2 separate regions of the Manis javanica genome follow, and region 2 is linked to region 1. A link is a contact called in public Hi-C data. All regions are on one chromosome and are shown on one strand. Each heading gives the region's core, a stretch centred on a gene start, on an enhancer-like site or on the middle of the called end of the contact. The rest is flanking DNA. Distances are from core to core; before and after follow the strand shown.

Region 1 (5,617 bases), core at 909-3,408:
GTGGTGCGCGGATCGCCCGGGCTAAAGAAGGGCTAATCCCAGCCGTAATTTAGGGTAACAGGGAGGCAGCTTCTGCTGGAACCTGGAGCGCCTGGAAGCATCTAATTAATTGCGGTCTTGGGTCTGCGTCTAGGTCTGGAGGTTCACCCTCTTAGGCCCTGGGCGCCCCTGGGCTGGCGTGACTGGTTCACCGAGAACAGTCTCGCCAATTCCCTGGCCTCTTTCTAGCTTCCTGCAGTCCGACGCAGCCAGGTCGATAGCTGGTTAATGCGTAAGAAGCATCTTTGGAGCTCATTGTTTTCTCTTTTCTTTCTGGAAGAGCTGCGTTAAGTAGCTGGCGTTTCATCCGGGCACTTAGAGCGCAGCCCCAGTTTCCCCACCTTGGAATCTGGGTTTTGGCTTCTCCCTGGTCTGGTGCAACCACTTTGTGCAAACTCTAGGATTTCAGGGCCGTCGAGGCTCGAAGTCTGACACCTAGGAAACACTCCAGCAAATAATGTTACCCTCAATTTTGGAACCCCGAGATTTTTCGCGAGCTCATGATTACCTATGCCACTTCACGGAAAGGTTTAACTGAAAACGAAATCAGGCTCCGGGGAAATATTTCAAAGCCGGAGCTTTCCCAGATACCTCTTCCCCCAGGGAGATTCCAACTAAGGCCAATGCCGGCTCCAAAAAGGAGCAGGTGGGGAGGGAATAAGGGAAGCAGTTTGACCCCGTGTGAAACACACATCAGTTTCCCAGTCGAATCCCAAACCTGGTCGCCCCCAGGCTTTCCCTTGTCTTCTCCCCAAATTTCCCCGCGGCGTTCACACCTGCTGGAGCCGCGGACCTGGGCCAAAACTGGTGGAAGGAGGCGGGAGAGTGAGGATGGGGTCAGAACTGGATGCTCCGGAGAGTTCATTCCCAGACTGGGCTCCTTAGAGCCTCTGAGACTAGAGACAGCTGGGGCGGAGATTCTCTTGTGGAATTCGGATTCAATTCCTCTATCAGTCAGCGCGCAGAGACCGGTTTCCGCCCGGACCGGGGCTGGCAACTCCACAGCAGAGTCACCGCCCCCCCCCCCCCGTTGTCCCTGGAGCGCCCCCGCTGCAGGCCTGACCTGTTAATCGGTGGCAGCCGCGGCCTAAAGCTTTTAGCCAGGAGCCGCCGCAATTCCGGGAATTTCAATCCCGCTTGCGGCTGCATGCCCTAATCCGTGAAGGTGGGCGCCCGGCTACTGGGATTTCAGGTTTGGTTTAGGAAATATCCCACTATAAAACTGAAAGTCTTGCCTCCCACTCCTACCAGAGAGCGGGGGAAGATCCTTGCAGAAAGAAAACAGGTTAGCGCGGAAACAGGGGAGCAGAGGAAGGGGTAGCGAAACGAAGAGCCTCTATAGACCGAAAACTCCAACATGCAAACTTCTCCAAGCGCTCTCCGCAAATTCCCGGAACCTCCGCCACCCGGGTCCCTGCTTCTCCCCCATCGCACGCCAGTTTGGGGCGCCAGCGGGCTCCACTTTCATGTTGCCCCTCCCCAGGAGCCCCACCACCACCACCTCACCGAGGCGCCCACCCTTCGGCCTCCCGCCGAGCCCGCCATTTCTAATGAGGGATTCGCACTCGGACCCTGAGGCGGCGTTATTGCGGCTAATTTCAGGGTTTGCAACTCTTGGGTGAGGGGCTGCTTCGAGTCCCCGCGCAATGAGATAGACTTCGAAGACTGGACTAGAACGCACCCTCGCTCATCCCCTGCGCACCCTCCTAGCTCCCTCCCCACGCCGCTGAGAGTGGCCCGGAGTCGAGGTGCGACTTAAAAGGGGGCCCGGGCGGAGGGAAGCCTCAGAGCCTGTGCTGGACCAAGGTCTGGTCCCGACCCAGGCCCCGCGCCGGGGCGGAGGGAAGGGGAGGAGGGGCGAGCTGACCCAGTACTAACCCCAATCCCCGCGCCTCTCGCTCCCCCTCCTGGCACAGGCCGGAGGGGGCGGGAAGGGACTCAGAGCCCGGCCTCCCGCCCCCGCCCGACGCGCAGTATCCTCGGGGGTGGGCGGCCTCGCCTGTAAGGCGCCCCGGCGATTGGAGACTCAGGAAGGACACGCAAGGAAAAGTCGAATAAGAGGGCGCAACGTCAGACCCGAGATTTGGGGAAGGGCGAGGGAATGGGTGAGGGCGGGACGGACGCACAGACACAGTTACGGACGCACACCCCCCGCACAGCACCCTAAGTGTGCACAACTTTAGGCCGCCTTAGCCCTGAGCGCCGAGGCCGGGGTGAGGGGAGAGTTGTGTTAAGAGAGAAAGACGTAAAAACGGAGAGAAGAAAGAGTGAAGGCAACAAAAAGGGGAGGAAAAGGAATAGTGAGAAAGGGAAAGAGAAGGCGAGACAAGAGTTTCCTAGTGTCCGAGAGAGTGAAAGAGCCCGAAAGAGCGGAAGCGATCCAGGGGGGAAGAGGAGCTCAGAGAGGGAGGGGAGAGGAAGGGCGAGGAGGGGGAGTGAAAACTAGAGGAGGACGAAGGAAGCGAGGCGCGACACTGCTCGGGGAGAGGAGGGCAGAGAGGAAGGAGGTGCGGGCAGAAGCTGCTCCGGCTGCGAAGAGGAGGGAGCGCGGCGCAGAGAGGAGGGGCTTGCGGGCCCGTAGAAATGTCAATCAGAGCCCGGAGCACCGGGAATCTCCGCCAATCTGTTCGGACCTGACCTGGCTCCTCGCCGCCGCCGCCGCCGCCGCCGCCGCCGCGGAGCAGATCAATAGGCGAACGCGGAGTGCTGCGCAGCGCGGGAGGCAGCGCGGCCCTAGCCCGGCCCAGCCCCCGATGCGCGCCGGAGCCCGCGGGCGGCGCTGAGCAGGGCGGCCCCGGGGGCCGGGCCCCCTCTCCGTCCTAGCCCCGCGGGCCACCATGTCCTTCCCGCAGCTCGGATACCAGTACATCCGCCCGCTCTACCCACCCGATCGCCCGGGAACTGCCGGAGGCGGCGGCGGCAGCGCTGGGGCCCGGGGCGGCCCGGGAGCCGGAGCCTCGGAGCTGGCCGCCTCGGGGTCCCTGTCTAACGTGCTCTCGTCGGTATACGGGGCGCCCTACGCCGCAGCGGCAGCAGCCGCGGCCGCTGCACAAGGCTACGGCGCTTTCCTTCCTTACGCCGCGGATCTGCCCATCTTCCCGCAGCTGGTAAGCACCCGGGGAACTCGGTATTGGGGGGTTGGAGATTGGGGTGAGCGCGCGGAAGTGGACTAGCGGGGTCCTGGCGGGGAGCGTGGAGGCAGCGACGGCTAGGGCTCATCCACGCTCCCTCCGCGCGTGACCCTTCCTTCTCCATGTGCGTACAGGGCGCGCAGTATGAGCTGAAGGACAGCCCCGGGGTGCAGCATCCGGCCGCGGCCGCCGCGTTTCCGCACCCGCACCCCGCCTTCTACCCTTATGGCCAGTACCAGTTCGGGGACCCGTCCCGTCCCAAGAACGCCACCCGGGAGAGCACTAGCACGCTCAAGGCCTGGCTCAACGAGCATCGCAAGAACCCCTACCCCACCAAGGGCGAGAAGATCATGCTGGCCATCATCACCAAGATGACCCTCACCCAGGTGTCCACCTGGTTCGCCAACGCGCGCCGGCGCCTCAAGAAGGAGAACAAGATGACGTGGGCGCCCCGCAGCCGCACGGATGAGGAGGGCAACGCTTACGGGAGTGAGCGGGAGGAGGAGGACGAGGAGGAGGACGAAGACAGCAAACGCGAACTGGAGCTAGAGGAGGAGGAGCTCGGGGGGGAGGAGGAAGACACGGGGGGCGAGGGCCTAGAAGACGAGGACGAGGAGATCGATTTGGAGAACTTAGACGGCGCGACCGCGGGGCCTGAGTTGACCCTGGCTGGCGCGGCACACAGGGACGGTGACCTCGGCCTGGGACCCATTTCGGACTCCAAAAACAGCGACTCGGACGACAGCTCCGAAGGCTTGGAGGAGCGTCCACTGCGAGTCCTGAGTCTGGCCCCGGCGCCACCGCCGGTGGCTTTGGCTCCGCCATCTCCGCCCTCACCCCCCGCGGGCCTGGATCCCTGCGCTCCCGTACCAGCTCCTGCCTCCGCCCTGCAGAAGCCCAAGATCTGGTCGCTGGCCGAGACGGCCACAAGTCCCGACAACCCGCGCCGCTCGCCTCCGGGCGCGGGGGGTTCTCCCCCCGGGGCAGCCGTCGCGCCCCCAGCGCTGCAGCTCTCCCCGGCGGCCGCTGCCGCTGCGGCTCACAGACTCGTCTCTGCGCCGTTGAGCAAGTTCCCGGCCTGGAGCAACCGGCCGTTCCCAGGCCCGCCACCAGGCCCACGTCCGCACCCGCTCTCTCTGCTCGGCTCGGCCCCTCCACACCTGCTGGGACTTCCCGGAGCCGCGGGTCATGCGGCCGCCTTCGCTCGGCCGGCGGAGCCGGAGGGCGGAACAGGTGACTGGCGAACGCAGGATGCGGAGGTGGGGGCGGGCTCTGGGGTTCTCGCCGGAGCGAACGGAGATGGGCAGGACCCCTGCGGCGCGGAGCGCTTCCCACCCCGCTCCTGCTCCCCGCGGCCCTGAGTGCCCGAATGGAGCTCGCTAAGGGCCCTCCTTTTTCTTCCCCGCTTCCTTTAGATCGCTGTAGTGCCTTGGAAGTGGAGAAAAAGTTACTCAAGACAGCTTTCCAGCCCGTGCCCAGGCGGTAAGAGACCCCGAGGTGGGGGGACAGGGGGAGCGGGCAAGCGGGGAAAGGAAAGAACGCGGGCTTTTGCCCTTGAGGGATCGCGGCTGGGACACGCTTTTAAAAGGGGACAGACCCATTCTGTCGTCCCCGAGGGCCCAGAGACAGCACGACAGTCCCGGTCCAGGCACCCGGGCGTGGCCCAGAGTACCGCGGTGTGAGACCCCGAGCCTGGAGGGGCTCTGGGAAGCCTGCCTTCCCGGGTCCTGACGCCTCCCGCCCATCTCAGAGTTAAACCGGAAGACCAACCTGTACAGCTGGGCATCCTTTTACCTTGGGACACCTCCCTGCCCCCGGCCTCAGCCCGAGGTTGGGTCTCCCAGTCCCAGCAGCGCCAGTGCCTCTGCCTCTCACTTCCTTTCCTACCACTGCCTCTCTCTTCCAGGCCCCAGAACCACCTGGACGCCGCCCTGGTCTTATCCGCGCTCTCCTCATCCTAGTTGTTTTTTTAAGAAATTTTTAAATCGTTGTAATAATTGTAAAAACAAACATATAGCTCTGTATAGTTGTAAGCATGTCCGTGTATGAATACCGAAAAAAGAAACCTGAACAAAAAAAAGAAATAAAACAAGTCCCCCTCAGTTCTCCCCAAGTGGCTTCTATACCCCCACATTAGCTGAGTTTGTGAGGTTGGTTGGTTCGGTTGATTTGGGGGGTGGAGTTTTCAATAAGAATAAGCGCGTCTGACTTTTTTGTATATACAGAGAAATGTACATATGTGTGAACCAAATTGTACAAGAAAGTATCTATTTTTGGCTAAATAAATGAGCTGTTGCCACTTTGACTATAACCCACCTGTCTGCCCCCCACCCCCACCCCCGGACGGATATGTTTGGTGGGTTTTGTTTTGTTTTATCCCCCCACCCCGTGTTTGAAGAGTCGCCGGAATCAGCGGAAAGGAACGAGAGAGAAGTCAGGATCCAGTG
Region 2 (5,617 bases), core at 1,302-3,801, 540 kb before region 1:
GCGGTGGTGGCGGAGAGTGTATGACCGAGGGCCCGCCGGGACCTGGCGGCAGCTCTCCCGCGGCTGGGTGCGGGCCCGGGGCCGGCGCACCCGAGGGGTAATGAGGGGCCGGGTCCTCCGCCAGTCGCGCCGCCGCTGGCCCGCCTGGGGAGGGACCGCCGGCGCGGGGGGGCCCGGGCATCGCGTCGAGGCGGCCCTCGGATGGCGGCTCCTTAAAATCCGAGTCGCTGAGGCTGCCCTCGGTCTCCTTGCCGATTGGGGTGGGCGGCCCCTGCAGCCGTTCGCAGCCCGAGGCCGCCTTCTGCTCCACTCCTGCGGGTGAAACCCAAGCGGTCAGAGGCGCGAAGGCCGCGCGGGTCGGCACAGGTCCCTGCCTGCAAAGAACCCCTAGCCCCAACCTCCAGGCCCTGTGCGCCCCTCTCCTGGTCCCCCTTTTCATTCTTACTCCTGCTCAGCACACCCTTTCCCGCGTCCACCAACCTCCTTCGGGGCCCTCGGCGTCGCCCTTGTCCTCCGGCTTCTGGGGCTCATCCTCGTCGTTCTTCTCCAGATCAATGTTCTCCTCTTCCTCCTCGTCCTCGCTGCGGTTCCGCGGCGTCCACGTCATCTTGTTCTCCTTCTTGAGGCGCCGGCGCGCGTTGGCGAACCAGGTGGACACCTGGGTGAGGGTCATCTTGGTGATGATGGCCAGCATGATCTTCTCGCCCTTGGTGGGGTAGGGGTTCTTGCGGTGCTCGTTGAGCCAGGCCTTCAGCGTAGCGGTGGCGTCCCGCGTGGCGTTCTTCCGGTACGCGGGGTCCCCATATGGGTATGAGCCCAGGGGCGCCGCGTAAGGGTGGTACCCCAAGGAGCCTGCCATGCCCGGTGTATGGTCGTAGGGAGAGCCCTGCAGGGAGTAGGCAGAGAGAAGGTGAGAGTGGGCAATGGTCCTCGGTGCCACCTGGGCGACCGAGGCACAGGTTCCCTGGCCCGGCGGTTGTGGGCTGCGAGGTCAGAACTCTTGCTTCCCCTGGGGGTAAGGCTGGTAGGCTCAAACCTAAGGGCAACCCCTTCTCCTCAAAAGGCAGCAGGGGCGCTAACTCCTGAGTCGGTTTCTTCTGGGGCGCCTGAAACTGTTTTGGCCTCTCGGCAGCACCCTATAGGCCCCCATCTACCCGGTATGTCCGCACCCCATGAACAGATTCTGCCACCGGGGACAGGCCCTCCACCCGGAGAGAGGCCTAGGCAACGGCGGCGACTCTGCGCTTGGCGCCCTGGTGGCTGCATGTTAGGCACAAGGGGGGAGAACAAGGGAAATCAAGGCATTCTCCACAACCCCCAAAGAAAGGCAAACCCAAAGCTAAGCTTTGCCCCGGCACGTTCACCCCTCCAAAAATGTCACCCCAAACCAAAGCTACAGCGCTTTTCCTGAAAGTGCACCCGGCCGAAAAATCCCGGATACACCGCAGCTCCGCCGACTTTTCAGAAATGTAATACCTCCAAATCGGATTGCGAAGATAGGATTACGGATTTGTAACATTTTGGAGGACTAATTAAAGGTGAGGCCAAACACATTTACATACTTAGCACTCTTCTACTCAGATTTTTGGTCTATTTCTTTTGAGCTACTTTTCCAATATGGCAAAACCAAGAAAATAAAATGAAATAAAATTTTCAGGGCGGCCTGTAGCTCACGTTTGAACCAAATGCTGCGACCTCTCCCTGAAAAACGCCTTTTCCGCCAGCTCAGTGATCTGAGCAAGACGAGGCTCTCCTCTACCAGCAACTCCTGAGCCCGAAGCCAGGCGAAGCCGAGTAAGACAATCGCCCAAGTTTGCAGAGGCCGCCAAGCTTGGCGGGGGCAGTCCGCGGAGGCGCCGAGGCCCGTGGGCCCCGCAGTCCCCTCCAGCCCCGCGCGGTCGCTGATGCCTTCTCCCTCCGCGGTTCCGGTTCACTCACCACATATGAAGAGAAGGCGGCGGCTGCCGCCGCCGCGGGGTCTGCGCCGTACTGGAGGTGCGAGTTGTAGCCCGGCGAGGGCGCCGTGAAGGCGGTGGAGCCGGCGTAGGGCGAGAACGCTGAGCCCGACGACGAGCGGCCGAGCTCATCCGTACGGGGCCCCGAGATGACGCTGGTGCTGTACGCCGGGCACGAGTAGAGCGCCAGCGAGGCGGACGGCTGGTACAAGTAGCCCTGCGGGTAGGACATGGCCACACACGGGCATGGGGCGCGCCGCGCCGCGGCCGCCAACGAGCCGGGCGGCGCCCTGCGAGGGCGATCGGGCGGGCACCTGGCCTCCGGCTGCCCTGGGCCGCCGCTCCTCGGGTCCCGGCTGCCGGACTCGGGCCCGCTGCGCCTCCTCGCTGGCTTCCCGCGCCTCCGGCTGAGACTGCCAAGCCCACTCCTCTGCGCGTCTCGCTCTCCCCGGCTGGGTTTCCCCCCCTCCCTTGCTGCTTTTTCTTTTTCCCCCTCGCTCTTTGCACTGGGGGGCTCTGCTTTTGGCTTCGCAAAGGTCCTGCCAAGATGCTAAGTTGGAAATTGAGGATTCTGACGCCTTGTGCGCGCCTGAAGCTCCTCCTTCCCGGGGTGTAGTCGGTGGGAGGACTGGCAGGAGCCTCTGGGCGGCCGCAGCCAACCCAGCCGCCAGGCGCGCCTCACCCCCTCCCTCTTCCTCCCCGGCTCCCTCTCCCGCTCGCAGGCGCTCCCCTCGCCCCTCCCTCGTGCCCGCCTCTCCTCCGCGGCCCTCCTCTCTCTCCCCTCCTTCTCTTCTCCCTCCTCTCCTCTCCCCCCCGGCTCCTCTCTCTCTTTCCGACTCTCGAGCGCCGGCCCCAGGATGACAATCACATCCCCGACGCTACGATCTCTTCCAACTTTCCTTCCCTGCTAAGTCGAGGTGCAACCGAGGTTCCGACCGCAAGACGGGTCCAGGTGGCGGATCCGGCAGCGCGGGAGCACAAAGGGAACGAGGCCTTGTATTGAGCGCCGGCGAACTCTCTGCTCTGCCCTCGCCACAGTAAATCGCGAAGTTAGCGGATTTCTTGTTTTCCAGGAGGCCGGGCTCCTAGGTCGTTCGCCGCCCACCCGTCCCTAGCTTCTCCCCAAGTCAGCGGGCCCAATAACTAGTTGGAGACCCGGAGTGAAGGTCCATGGGAAAGCTGGATGGATGCCCGCCCTCGTTCGGGGCGCAGGGAGTCCGAGATGACTGTCCCTTTCCGCCAGCAGCAGCAGGTGGGATAGAGGCAGGCCTAGGACAGCTGTACTTCTCCCGCCCGGCCTTCCTTCCGCCGATTCCGGCCAGACGGCGAAGGAGACACGCGGGACCCGGGACTATGTGGGTAGCCCTTCTGTACACGAGAGGTAGTGGACAAGAGCTGTCAGATGGAGAAGCAGCTACATAGGAGTCGGTTTCAGGACCTCAGCACACACTCTCCCGCCCCCACAGTGCCTCGCTGCCTCCTTCTAGAGGCTTTGCAGCCCCAGCTCGCATCGCCAGGCCAGTTATGGTGGTGGACGGTGCGGGTTCTTTTGCCCTTCGCAGGCACGCTCGCACCCGCCCACCCTCCATTGCAAACATTCGTTAGAGCTGTGCCCAATCCAATCACTGTTTGTTCAGCGAGGCGCTGGCAAGGCAAACACACACAACTGAGTCACAGGCAAAGACCAGGCCACGACGGCCACACGGAATACAAAACAGATCCTCTGCCTGTCTCCTCACCACGTGCCGCCACAAGCCACAGACGCACTAGAACGCTGGGACAGACAGGGGCGCTGGTGAACCAGCACAGAGGCTGGCACAATGTTGGGCACTCTGCTGGAGCTCAGTATATCAGAAACTTTCTGGCTTTTTATAATGGAGTCACACGCAAGCGGAAGCACTACTGGTCCATATAGTTTCCTTCAGTGACTTTTCCAGAAGAGATATATTTTATTTCCTGAACTCCAGCCGCGGCACACAAACCCATTCAGCACACTCGCACACTCTCCGCTGCCGGACTTCACGCACGCGCGCTAACTCCTCCTCTCCGTCAGCTCCTGAGGCTCCGCCCTTCGAGCCGACCTTCTCCGACCGCCGCTCAGCCCAGCCCGATGCCTTCCTGCTTTCACCTCTAATTGGATGCTGGCTTCCATTGGCTCCGCCCTTCGGTGACGTAATCTCACTTCCCCCCGTTTCACTGCGCCGAGGGGCGGAGCTGGGCGGAGCGACGGCGCGCTATTGTCATGGAGACGAGAAGCCGGCCGGAGCGGCAGCCGCGAGTCGGTTGCCACTGAGGCAAGGCTGAACTGCCCAGACCGCCGGAGCAAGAGGGAGCGGGGAGCCAGCCAGTGGCAGCCTCTAAGACAGCCAAGGGGCGGTGTACTCCTGGGCTCTGTCTAGGCACGGGAGGTCGCTGAGGAAGCCCCGGAGCGTCCACGCCCTGCTCGCTTCGCGCCCGCCTCTAGCGGCCTCGGCTCCTCAGCGCCCGCCCCCGGCTCCGCCCGCTGCTGCCGCAGCTCTCCGCGCTAACGGTCGGTAGCAGCCCGCGCGCGCCGCCCGCCGGGGGCTTGCGCCAGCCACGAGGGAGCGTCCGCGGCCTGCGCGCCGGCGCCGCGGGGGAGAGGTGAGCCCCGAGTCCCTGTACCCGCCGCGTCGCGGCCGGACTTCCTTCCGCTCGAGCCGCGTGCGGGTTCCCCCGTGTCCCTCGCGCTGACCCGCCGCCTAAGTGTTAGTGTCACAGTTCCCGGCGGGTGCGCGTGGGCGGGACCTCTCCATCCGCGCGCGGCAGCTTCGCCCTCTCGGCTCTCGTCCAGGATGCTGATTTCTGAAATGGAGCCGTGGAGGTTTGTGCCACCGAGAATCAGTCTGTCGCACGGACATCCTCATTACATCATCCTGCCACTCTGGGTCGCTAGGCTATACACCCCCTTCTCCCGCCCCTCTTTTCTTTTACTTTCCTTTTTTTGGTGTCAAGGACTGGAGAGAATCCTGAAAGATACTGAAGCACTCAGAATGTATGGTTCTGTTGCTGTGGTTCTCACCTCCGCTCTACGTCAAAGTTAAGACTCATTTCTTAAGAATGTCTCTATTTTCTGCTTTATTTGAACATTGATGGCTCTGCTGCTCGGCTGGCCACAGCCGCCCTGCGTCCGAGACAGACTTGCGTTAATGTTATTAGGAGGCAGACGGGATACAGATAGCATCTGGTGGGGTTTCTCCGTTTTAGTGTGAAAGTTTTCGCATTTTTTTGCTGGTAAACACGAGGTTTAACTTTTTATCTTGGTAGTGGTGACGATACGTTTCCCTCTGCCCTCTTTTTTCCCCTTTATTGATCTGCTTTCCTGTTTGGGAAACTGTTTACTTGTTAGTAGTAGTTTCACTGGTGTCTTTTCGGTGTTGCCTTCTCCCCCAGAAGAGGTAGGAGCTATTTTCCTCTTATTCCAGGTTACCAAGACAATTCTTTTCATTTACTTATTTATTTTGACTTACTGTTGGATTTGTATCTCTCTTAACACTTTAACTACACTAGAGATAGGTATGCCCAGATTGTTTTAACATAGATTTTTTTTTTAGCAATTCTAATTCTAAGAATTCCTAAGGGTTTATTGGTATGCCGTGTCTGCACGTATCTAGTTATTCATAACTCTTAAAATTTAAAGCGTT

What was found. A called contact is a pair of places that touch in the nucleus more often than the background predicts.
Region 2: a Hi-C map of blood shows a contact between it and region 1, with 8 times the contacts expected there. The contact joins the promoter of IRX5 here to the promoter of IRX3 in region 1. A contact is called at or near these places in 2 of 2 Hi-C or Micro-C datasets (blood and fibroblasts).

Annotation. Positions count from the first base shown.
Region 1 is chr17:35,834,991-35,840,607 of MJ_LKY, reverse strand. IRX3 (iroquois homeobox 3) reads left to right here and starts at 2,158. Exons shown (of 4, transcript XM_037001475.2): 1 at 2,158-3,146; 2 at 3,305-4,403; 3 at 4,586-4,652; 4 at 5,077-5,475. The coding sequence starts at 2,877. The coding sequence ends at 5,131.
Region 2 is chr17:36,370,410-36,376,026 of MJ_LKY, reverse strand. It overlaps IRX5 (iroquois homeobox 5), which reads right to left and starts at 2,551. Exons shown (of 4, transcript XM_037001465.2): 1 at 1,939-2,551; 2 at 481-886; 3 at 1-312. The coding sequence starts at 2,187. It overlaps LOC108404974 (a long non-coding RNA gene), which reads left to right and starts at 2,806. Exons shown (of 8, transcript XR_012127032.1): 1 at 2,806-4,577.